3 separate regions of the Sus scrofa genome follow, and regions 1 and 3 are each linked to region 2. Evidence: chromatin contacts called from public Hi-C data. All regions are on one chromosome and are shown on one strand. The core of a region is the stretch at or near the end of the contact, and the rest is flanking DNA. Distances in the headings are between cores, read along the strand shown. Region 1 holds the start of PACSIN2 (protein kinase C and casein kinase substrate in neurons protein 2). Region 2 has its middle 44 kb from the start of A4GALT. Region 3 overlaps TCF20 (transcription factor 20).

Evidence for each region. Hi-C and Micro-C count contacts between places; a contact is called where the count stands out from the background.
Region 1: a contact with region 2 is called in a Hi-C map of embryonic fibroblasts, with 2.0 times the contacts expected there. The contact joins the promoter of PACSIN2 here to the enhancer-like site in region 2. A contact is called at or near these places in 3 of 47 Hi-C or Micro-C datasets (embryonic fibroblasts, heart right ventricle and undifferentiated spermatogonia) and 1 of 2 datasets of contacts at active chromatin or transcription factors (alveolar macrophages).
Region 3: a Hi-C map of embryonic fibroblasts shows a contact between it and region 2, with 2.9 times the contacts expected there. The contact joins two enhancer-like sites. A contact is called at or near these places in 2 of 47 Hi-C or Micro-C datasets (embryonic fibroblasts and subcutaneous adipose tissue).

What each region holds. Positions count from the first base shown.
Region 1 is chr5:5,851,721-5,855,459 of Sscrofa11.1, forward strand. PACSIN2 (protein kinase C and casein kinase substrate in neurons protein 2) reads left to right here and starts at 1,657. Exons shown (of 11, transcript XM_021091423.1): 1 at 1,657-1,829.
Region 2 is chr5:6,126,390-6,129,739 of Sscrofa11.1, forward strand. No RefSeq gene overlaps it. Among named protein-coding and RNA genes, the nearest start is that of A4GALT, 44 kb to the left of the region's middle. Within about 2 kb of position 1,587, at least 18 of the 83 cell types and tissues checked have an H3K27ac peak or open chromatin away from gene starts, as enhancers often do. A contact at or near this core is called in embryonic fibroblasts, where this site is marked.
Region 3 is chr5:6,435,591-6,438,944 of Sscrofa11.1, forward strand. The region is part of intron 1 of TCF20 (transcription factor 20); the gene reads left to right. Among named protein-coding and RNA genes, the nearest start is that of TCF20, 7.1 kb to the left of the region's middle. Within about 2 kb of position 1,346, at least 55 of the 83 cell types and tissues checked have an H3K27ac peak or open chromatin away from gene starts, as enhancers often do. A contact at or near this core is called in embryonic fibroblasts, where this site is marked.

The sequences.
Region 1 (3,739 bases), core at 407-2,906, 270 kb before region 2:
CCAGGACCAGCGAGCGTGTGGGCAAGAGCAGGAGGCTGGAGGCAGAGGTGATGGGCACTAATTCAGAAACCATGGGAAAGACTCTGAATCGTCCCAGGGCAGGGAGCAGCAGTGCCCCCAGAATTTATGCAGACCTCAGAGGCCTGGGAGACCCCAGCTGATGGCTGGGCTCTGCACACACTGTTCTGGGTGTTCTGGGTGGCAGAGTGGCCCTGCAGGCTGAGCCCTAGAGGAAGGCAGTGACTTCTTGGCAGTGGCTGGTCCTTGCACAACATGGCGGTGCCTTTCTGGTTCATCTTTCTCACTTATCATCATTAACCATGATGCAGCAGAGCAAATACTTGATTTGTTTAAAGTATAGTTGATTTTTAATGTTTCAGGTGTGCAGCAAAAAGATTCAGTGATTCAGAATACATATATATTCTCATTTGTATGTTCTGACATATATATTCTGACATATATATATGTATATATATTATCTTTCAGAGTCTTTCCTATTGTAGGCTATGACAAGATATTTAAAACAGTTCCCTGGGCAAACCATACCCAGTCGGTTGTGATGGAACATGATGGAGGATAAGGTGAGAAAAAGATGATCTGGGTCCCTTTGCTGTTCAGTACAAATGGACAGAACACTGTAAATCACCTCTAATGGAAAAATAAAAAATCATAAAATTCAAAAAAAGTTGCCTATGCAATATAGTAGGTCCTTCTTGTTTATCTACTTTATATGTAGTAGTGTGTGTATACTTTAATCCCAAATTCCAAACTCATCCCCCCCCCCAAGAACAGATATACTTGAGAAAGGGGAAAACCACTGTTTCTTCTGTCCACGAGAAGAGTTCGCGTTCTTCTAGTCTTTACCTAAAGGTAGAAGCAGTTTTTAGAGGGTCCGACATTTTGAACGGGGCTTTTCCTTTTAACCCTTTAGTTTAAGCGTGTCCCGTGTTGCTGTACCATCCTCGTGATGGTATCAAGTTGGTGGTGTGGAACCAGTTCAGGCCTGGGGTCCGGCTGACCTGCGTTTCTAATCCTGGATCTGCCATTTATTTCCTCTATTCATGTAGAGCCACCCCCAGCAAGTTACCTGGCATGGGTTTCCTAAATCCTCGCGTGGGCTGTGTACACACACACACACACACACACACACACACACACACACACACACTCACTCACCACCCCCCACCTCTGGCCTGCTTAAGCTAAGCCGGCTCAAGTGGAATATATTCTTGCTGCGTGAATCTGACGAAGCCCTGAGGACCTTGGCTTCTGTGAATGCCGTAGGAGAGGAAACTTTCAGAATGTCTAACTTCCCTGAATTCCCAATCAAGTGCGGTGCTACCCTGGCGCGGCCCCCACCCTTGGGTGCCCGCAAAAACCGAAACACTCTGGCTCCGGGGAGTAAGCCTGGCGAATCACAGCTTTGGAGGGACTCCAGGAAAGTGACCCCGGCCGCCCTCTCCTCAGTTAAGTAGGCGCTCCCTATTTGATTGACAGGGGAAGTCGCCAATGACGCCCAGGGGAGGCCCCTTTGGCGCGCTAGGGGGCGTGCCACCTCCGAACTACTCTGGCCCAATCAGGGACGCCTACAGGGCCGTGGGGCGGGGCCCGGCGCCCTGCAGCCAATGGGGCGAGCAGAGCGGGTGCGGCGGGGGCGGGGCGCTCTGGGCTGGCGGCAGAAGCGGCAGCGGCTGGGTAGGGCAGGGCTGGGTAACGCGGCCAGAGCGAGGGCGGGAGCCGGGCCGGAGCCGGAGTCGGAGCCGGGGCAGGAGTCACCGTCGCGGCTGGAGCGGAGTGAGCGGCGTGTTGAGAGGCGAGCGGCGGCCGAGGTGAGGGGCCCACCGCGACGGTTGGGGCGCCGCGGACGGACGCGGGGCGCTGGTCGGCGGCCGGGCCCGAGCCCTGTCAGGCCGCCGCGGCGCGGCCGCGCTCCGCGCCCGAGGGCAGCCTCAGGGGCCGCGCCGGCGGCGCGCGAACTTCCTGTCGCTGTGGGAGGGGGTGTGTTCAGGGGCCACTGCGTTCAGGGGACGTCGGGGGGGCCGAGGGAGGGCGCCCGAGGGCGCGTCGCGGGGCGTCCGGAGGGCGGGTGGGGTGCTTGCGGGAGGCGGGGGCCGGGCGTGCGGGGTTGGGGCGGCGGCGGCGCCGCGGAGGAGCGGACGAGTTCTCGAGTGAGGGCTTCTGGAGGGAGAAGTTGGGGAGCGGGGCCCGCGGGGTCAGAGGGCTGCTGCGGAAGGGCAGGTGGGAGCCCTGAGGAGAGACCTAGCGAGGGGAGGCGGGGAAGTCGAGGGGTGCCGGGGTTCCCTGGGGGAAGCGCGGGCAGGCGCGGGAGGCTGGGGGAGCCGCGTGGGAGCCGAGGGGCCGGGTAAGCGCCGGCGAGAGGAGGGCAGGGCTGGGTCCGAGGGTGGCCTGGAGGGGCGGAGGCGGCCCGAGCAGCCCGGACACATATGCGGATGCGCTCATTTGGGGCCCTTTGATGACCGTCGTCCATTTCCTTCCTTCCCACCCTCCCCTCCCTCTCCAGGCTCAATGTTGTAGGTGAGGCGGGGGCGGGGAGGGGGGTGGGGGGTGGCCAGCCCCTTTTGCGAGCAGGTCCTGGGGCTGGGGACGCAGGCCGGAGAGGCTGGTCGCCCCTGGGAGTTTTCCCAGATTGTCGTTTGGAGCAACGTGAGCGCCCTTCCTCCCGTAGGGTTCCGAGCCTGCCGGGGCATCCGGAGAGGCCTGGAGCGGAGAGGGGGTGCTTTCTGCTGCTCAGTTTCAGTGGCTCAGTTGGGTTTTTAGCTCCAGGAGCTGAAAACGCTGGTTTTCTGTTTTAGACGGAGGTGGTCGGGGGGCGAGCAGCGCTGCCTCCTGGGGATCCCACGGAGCTGCAGCCTTTGAGGATGCTGCTCTTGGGTTGGGTGCCTGAGGGAAGGTGGCCTTCAGGTGGGGCGTGTGTGTCCCTGGGTCTTGATTTCTCTCTTTTACCTCAACTGTCCTGTGTTTTTGTGGTTAAGGAGGGCTGGCTGCTCAGAGTCTCCACGACTACTCATTACACTGTTTACCAAACACTCCCTGGCTGTCCTGATGAAAATCAGGAGACCAGCCCAGAGAATTTAAACCTAGGTTGCAAGCGGTGAGCTCACAAAAATGCCTTCCTTTCTCTGCAGTTGCTTCCTCTCCAGTTATCCCACTGTGCTGAAGTTCTGTTTTAACTCTCCCAGGATTGTCAGGTTGGAGCCAGGGCAAGGGAACCAACCCTTCTTCCCCTTCTTCCCTGAAGGTTATTACTATTATTTTTTAAATGTTATGGCTGCACCTGCAGCAAATGGAGGTTCCCAGGCTGGGGGCTGAATCGGAGCTGCAGCTGCCAGCCTACACCACAGCCACAGCAATGCTGGATCCTTAACTCACTGAGCTAGGCCAGGAATCGAACCCACATCCTCATGGATACTAGTCAGGTTCATTACTGCTGATCCACAGCAGAAACTCTCATTCTGTGAAAGTTCTTATTCTACTTGATTCCCAGTCCCGCCTGGAGCCTCTCCATAGAGGCATTGAATGGGAGCCAGTGCAAGTGGGGTTTCTCTGGATTCACATGGGAAACAATAATCTGTGTGCATTTAAACTTAATTCTAGAGTTTCACAGTCTCCTTAATGAGGTTCTGTTAGTTGAGATATGAGCCCACTGCATCAAAAACTTTTCTGTCGTGTGTTTTCCTTCTGACAATTGTCTTGAAGCTTTAAAGAAATTGGCCGTTAA
Region 2 (3,350 bases), core at 337-2,836:
GAAAGAGAGGATTCTCTTCCCGTTCAGCAAATGAGGCTCACAGAGGTCAAGTCAGTCGCCCAGGGTCACACATTGGGCAAGTGACAGAGCTGGGGTCTCTTTCTTCGAGCCCATGCTCTTTGTCCCTGTCCTCCATGCCGTCTGCTCTGAATGCCGGTGACCGGGCAACTCTCGGGACATCCCGCGTCCCCGGTTCCCTGCCAGGCCTTACCCACCCCTTGCCACTGTCCACATAGTCTCTGCGGCCCCCACGGCTCTGCGGTCCTGCCGGAGAAGCTGGCCCAGCTCAGCAGCCACTCATGTCTCACCCGTGACCCCAGCTTAACATATGAGACTGGCTTTGGGCCACTGGGGGATATCTGGCAGGCCCGGGGTCACGAAAAGCAGGAGGGCAGAAGAAAAAGACATCTTTCTCCCTTCCACCAGGCTTGATAAAAGAGGGAGGAGCAGGAGTTGCCATCGTGGCTCAGCAGTTAGAGAACCCCGACTAGTATCCATGAGGATGCAGGTTCCATCCCTGGCCTCACTCAGTGGGTTAAGGATCTGGCGTTGCATGAGCTGTGGTGTTGGTCTCAGACACGGCTCGGATCCGGCATTACTATGGCTGTGGTGTAGGCCGGCAGCTGCAGCTCCGATTCGACCCCCTAGCCTGGGAACCTCCATATTCCACAGGTGTGGCCCTAAAAAAAAAAAAAGAAAAGGAGGGAGGAGCAGCTGGCCGCCTCCACGCAACTGCATGGCTTCACAGGGTGGATCTGAAATGGGCAGAGGGAGCAGCTTCAGGTTTCCATCTGGGCTCAGACCAAGAGCCTCAGTTCAAGTCCACCCTGGTCATCCCGGGCCTCGGCCTCTGCTTTGCTGTGTGATCTGGACAGGGCCCCAGCTCTGTGTGCCGAGGCACAGGGACACACCAGGAGGTCCCTCAGGGGTCTGGGTGGGAACACGAGGCAGGCAGCAGAGAGGAGCCTCCCCTCAGGACTAGTGTTGATTCTGGCGACTCTGCCCTAGGCCATATGTTTTGCAGACATTGTCTCATTTGATTTAAATTAATTTATTGTAATTACATCCTCAAAATAATCCCACCTGGAAGATGACCAGGTCCGCTCAGTGTTGAGTGCTTTACTTACCATCTCATTTACCCCACTTTGCAGATGGGGAGGCTGAGGCCCAAGGAGGGAAAATAACCTGCCTGGAGTGGTTCAGGGTGGTAGTGACATGAAAGTCAAAGCCGGGGTCGCCTGCCTTTGATGGCAGTGTAAGTATTCCAGCCTTCTGAAGATTTTCTGAGACCTGCAGGGTCACCGTGAGGCTTTGTCATCCTGTCACCCCTTGGCCACACCAGTAGAAACAAGTGGGGCAGAGGTGGGGCTGGGGGTAGGGAGAGACCACAATTAGCTGAGGGACTCCTGGGATGGAACCTCACTTTATAAATGACAAAACTGAGAATTCCAGCAGCCTGCCTGAGCCCGGAGCAGGTAAGTCATACAGGCTGGATTCAGACCCGGTTGCCTGACTGGTCCACGTGGTGACTTCCTGACCATTTGGGACGAGATAGCTACACAGCTCGCCTCTCTCCTTTTTCAGCGTTTTTTGCAATTCTCACATCGTCCACCTGGGGGCGCTGGATAACAAGGCATCGGCAGGATTCTAGCAGGGCGATCTGTGTGACATGGCCTCCAGGGCCCTCAGTTCCTTCCTGCTCCTCCTCCACACCCGCCCGGGAGCCCAGCAGGCCCCAGGTGACATCTTTTGCTTCCCTTCCCAGCCCTGAATGTGAGAGGCCAGGCCTGTGCTGCTCAAGGTAACCCATCTGGCCTAGATCAGGACAGAGGCCGTCTGGCCCCAACTCACCCGGGGGCCTCTCACCTGACCAGCAGGCCCCAGGTCCTGCCCCCTCGCCTCTTCCATCACCAGAACTCCTCCTTGTCCTTCTCCGTCTTTGTTCTAAAGCTGAGGGTTCAGACACGTGACCGTGTCTTCCCGGGGCTGCTCACAGGCTCAAGGGAGAAGCTTAGCCTTCCCTCCCCCTGGGCGCTCCCCCATTTCCCTCTGGAAGCACCTGTCTCTGGGCCTGGGCCCTGTTCCTCAGCTCCTCCAGGGCAGGTGCACAGAGGCCTCCTGACCTGCCGTGTGCTGAGTGCATCAACAACGCGAGTTCCCCTTGTGGGTGGACAGGTGGGTCCAGGCATCACACGGGCTCTGCAGGACAGGAGCCCAGAAGCACAGCAGTGGGTCCTCTGCCTCTGGCCTTCCCAGCAGGAGTGGACTTTCTGCTCACCAGACGCCAAGAAACTGACCATGAACCCAGAGTGGCCAGATCCTGGTTTATAGAGGGACATGCCTGTGGGGGAACCTGCCCAGCTGGCCTGAAGGTGAGCACATCCCATGGGGGCCAGGGGGCCCTTGGGTCACTTAGTGCCATGTGGATGTGACATTTCCTAACACAGACTCTCACAGAGAGAAAACTACCTTTATAAGGAGGTGGAGAAAAAACTTCAGTTCTGTGCCGGACGCACGGCTCCCGGCGTAACTCGCCACTCAGGCTGAGCTCGCTTTTTATCCAGAGAAGAGCAGGCCCCGCTCTCGGGCCTCTGGCCACAGTGACAGCTAGAATGCTGTTGTTATTTCCACCGTGTGTATCTTTAGGGCTACTTTCTATTTCTGGCAAGTGACACTTTTTCTCTGCTTGAGATGCCATAGTTTCTTCCTTTCTTTTTTTGTTTCTCACTTTCTTCCTTCCTTTCTTTCTCTCTCGCTTTCTTTTTTTTTTAAGGCCACCCTTGGGGCAAATGGAAGTTGCCAGGCTAGGGGTCCACTTGGAGCAGCAGCTGCCAGCCTACACCAGAGCCACAGCAACACGGGATCTATGCCACGTCTGCAACCTGCACCACGGCTCATGGCAACACTGGATCCTTAACCCACTGAACAAGGCCAGGGATCAAATCCACACCCTCATGGATACTGGTTGGGTTCTCAACCTGTGAGCGACGATGGGGACTCCCATAGTTTCTTTCTTAAGGAAAAAAGTGAATCGATTTAAGGACATGGAAGCAGAGGGGCTCAGGCAGAACTAACCTCCCCCAAGGCCCTGGAATGGCTGGAGTTTGGGAAACGGCACGTGTGCCTTTCTGAGCCTCCCACCACCTGCTAGGTGGTGTTGTCCCCTCGCACAGGTGAGGAAACTGAGGTCTCAAGCTGAGAAATGACCATGACAGAGAAAGCCCCTTTGCCTGGGTGGGAATCTGCCGCCCCGCCCCCGTGCCCACACCTGGCATCACAGAGGGCCAGGAGCCCACACCTCAGGCAACAGCTGGGCCTCGAGGGCTGTGATGGCAAAGCCCTGGGGTGTC
Region 3 (3,354 bases), core at 96-2,595, 310 kb after region 2:
GGCAGGCACTGTCATAGCCAAGACCCTCTTGGGCAGCCCAAGGCAAGGTGACGTGTCAGTGTCCTCTGGTGAGGGGGGAGAGGTGAAAAGGTAGAGCCAGGCCCTGGAGAGCTGTGGACCTCAAATATACTGAAACTGGGCCCCAGGCCACACCTGGTTCCTATCAGCCTCCACCTGCTGCCCAAAGCACTCTTCTTGGCAATTCCAATTCACTTTCAAGTTGGGTTGCTTCAGGAAAGGAAGCCACACACTCCCTTAACATCTAGGACAGATGGGGGCCTACATTAGAATCAGCAGTTTTAGCCAAGAGACAGCTAGTCCAAACTCTCCTCCTTCCCATTGCACCAAGGGGAAACTGAGGCCCAGAGAGGGGAGAGAATTTGCCCGGGTCTCTGGGTGAGTCAGAGGGAGAATCACAAACACTCCAAACACACTCCACCCTCACTGGCCTTCTCACTTTGGACAGCAGTGGGTTCATGGTGCAAACATCTCTCTGGTTGTTCTACAACTGAGATTTTCTTTAAAAAAAAAGTCACCCATTTTTTTGCTCCATAAAACATACATGAGGTTTGCAAAAGAAGGCTGGGAACGGCCTGAGGCCTTGGCACCGCAAATCCTCCACCTTGTCTCCAAATTAATTCTGGACCCTGAGTCCAGCCAGCCAGGCGTGGCAGCTTTTTAATTCCGCCTCAGGTGAAGGCAACTGGCATTTGGTGAGCATCTATTTTACACACGAAGTTGATGGGCCTCCCCTCTTTCTTGCTCTTTTTTTTTTTTTTTTTTTTTTAAATTGCGGAGGAAACTGAGGCTCGAGAGGGCCCAACTCATTCATCCAAGGACACGCGGCACCAAGGGGTGGAGGCAGCAAGGAAACTAGGCCTGCGGGCCCGGAGCGCGCTCGGTGGGCAGAAGCCAGCCCCACCAAGCAGGTCATCGGGAGGGAGAGTGCCCTCGCCCGCGGGCTCCGCAGGCTGCCCGACGAGCGATTTTGGCGTTGGAGGCTCCAGGGAACTCCAGAAATCCCAGGGAGAGATTCCGGGCCACCAACTCCCCAGAAAGTTGGCTCGCGGCCACTCCCAGGACGGCCGGGAACTGCGGGCCAAGATGGCCCTGGGCGAGGGGCGAGACGCTCGCGCTCCGCGGGGCAGTTGCCCAGGGGACCCCCCGCGCGACCCGGGCCGCGGGGCCGGGGGACAGCTCTGGCCCGGCGCGCGCAGGCCTCGGCGCCGCCGCACGCGGGTAGGCACGCGCGCGCCCGCCGGCCCCGCCCCCTGCTGCCCCGCCCCCGCCGCGCGCACCGCCCCGCCGCGCGCCCTCCCGCCCGCCCGCGCGCCGCGGCCCGGAGCCTGCCGATTGGCCGCGCGCCGTCACCTGACGCTCTGTTATTTCCTGTGTGTTGGGAGAATGGAGAGAAAAAACCCCGAGCCCAGCCGCTTTCGGCCCCTGCGAGGCGGCCGCGGCCTCCGCCGGGGGAGCCCACCCTGAGGCGCGCCCGACCCGGGAGCGAGCGCGCGGGCCGGAGCGAGCCTCGAGGGGCCGCGGCCCCGGCCCGCCCCGCTGCCGGCCGGGGCGCCAGAGCTGGAGGCGGCGGAGGCTCCCCCACCCCCACCCCGCGCAGCGCCGTCCGCCGCCGCTCCCTCCCCTCCCGCCCCCGGCAGAGGCCGAGGGACCGGGCGGGGGGCTCCGGCAGGTAACCGCCGCCAGGGCCTGAGGGGGAGGGGCAGGGGTCAGGGCTGAGGGGCCGGGGCCAGGCCGGGGTGTCCGGTCTGTGGGGCTGAGGGCAGAGGTCTTTGCCTGGCCCGACCTGGGAGTGCTGAGCCCCTGGACTCCGAGGCTGGGACTCGGGTGCTGAGGGGACTGTCCCTGACCGGCCCGGCCCGACCCGTGAGTGCAGAGAGGAGCGGCCTGCCCTGGCCTCGGGGCGCGGAGGGGAAAGGGCCCGGCCCGGCATCAGGGCGCTGAGGGGACTCGGTCCGGCCTGGGACTCGGGCAGGGCTTGGGCACCGGTCCTAGGCGGAGGGTGCCGGGGGGAAGGTACCTGCTCGTCGCAGCCTCGGCTGCAAAGGCGGCGGGTGTGAGCGGGCGGCGCCCGGGGGTCGGCGGGGTCAGCGCCGCCGGCTCCGGGCTCCTGGCAGCGCCGGGGGTCCGGCGGCATCGCCGCTTCGCCGCGGGCAGGGGGCGAGGCGCGCGGGCGGAGGGCCGGGCTTGGGGAGGGGCCGGGCGGGCGGGCCGGCGGGAGCGGCGCTGGGGCGCCTTGGCGCCGGAGCGCGCCCCTGCCGGGGGAGGGCCGGGGGCCGGTCGATTGCCTTGCGAACACCTGAAGCCATGTGGACGCGGCCGCTTCTTGCCTCTTGGGGGCGGAGGGCAGGTACCGGCTGGCCCGGCGCAAGGTCCCGGCGCTGGGGGCGGGGAGCAGAGCGGAGGACACACTTCCTGCGTGGGGTTTTCTCCCCCTCCCCCGCCGCGGTGTGCAGGGCGGGGTGTTTGATCCGGTGGTCCGCTGGTGCGAGCGTACGCTCGTTGGGGGGACTGGGGCTCTAGGCTTCTCGCCGTTTTTCGGGTTGGGGGAAGTGGTGGTTGAAGGAGTGGGGTCGATCCGGCCCAGCCCGCCCTGGTAGCGGCGGGAGGTGGAACGTCTCCCGTGCGCCGGGATGGGAGTGGAATTTACAGAGTTGGGGGGGGGGGGCGGTGCAGAGGATCGGCCGCCTTCCTGGGCCTGTGGGTGGGGATTATTGTCTGTGTTTTTGTGGTTGTGGATACTAGCACTGTCTGCAGCCCTTTAGTTCGCCCTTAGGGGACAGACCAAAATTAGGATTCCCCCCGCCCCGCTTTTCCCCTTTGCTTTTTGTTTCCCCCTGGAAGATGAGATGATTCTGGTAACTGCTGTATAAAATGGATGGAATTTTCGAGCTATTATCTAACCGGCAGATCTGCGGATGATAATTGGACCCTTATGTTAACAGCCTCAGTGAGGAGTTTTATAAAACATCTTAAATGGGCTGGCAGCTTGGTGAAGTGGGAAACTGCGCTGAAGTCCGGCCTGGAAGACCAGGAATCTACTTCCAGTTTTGCCACCAAATAAACTATAAGCCTGGCCAAGTTACCTACCTCCCAAGGCTCCAGTTGCTTCATGGCATTAAAAGAGGGCTTCCTTCCAGGTCAAACATTACAGGGGTTTTCGGTATTCCCTCCACCCCCACCCCGTCTTGTGCTTTTGTTTTAGCCAAGGGGGACTTCCTGAAAATGCAGGCTGTCCTCTACCTGACTTTTAAAAGCCTACCTCACCTTTAGTTTTCGGTCTCTTCTTCATACTCCAGTAGAGTAGTTTTTCCACAAATCCCAGATGCTGTTCTG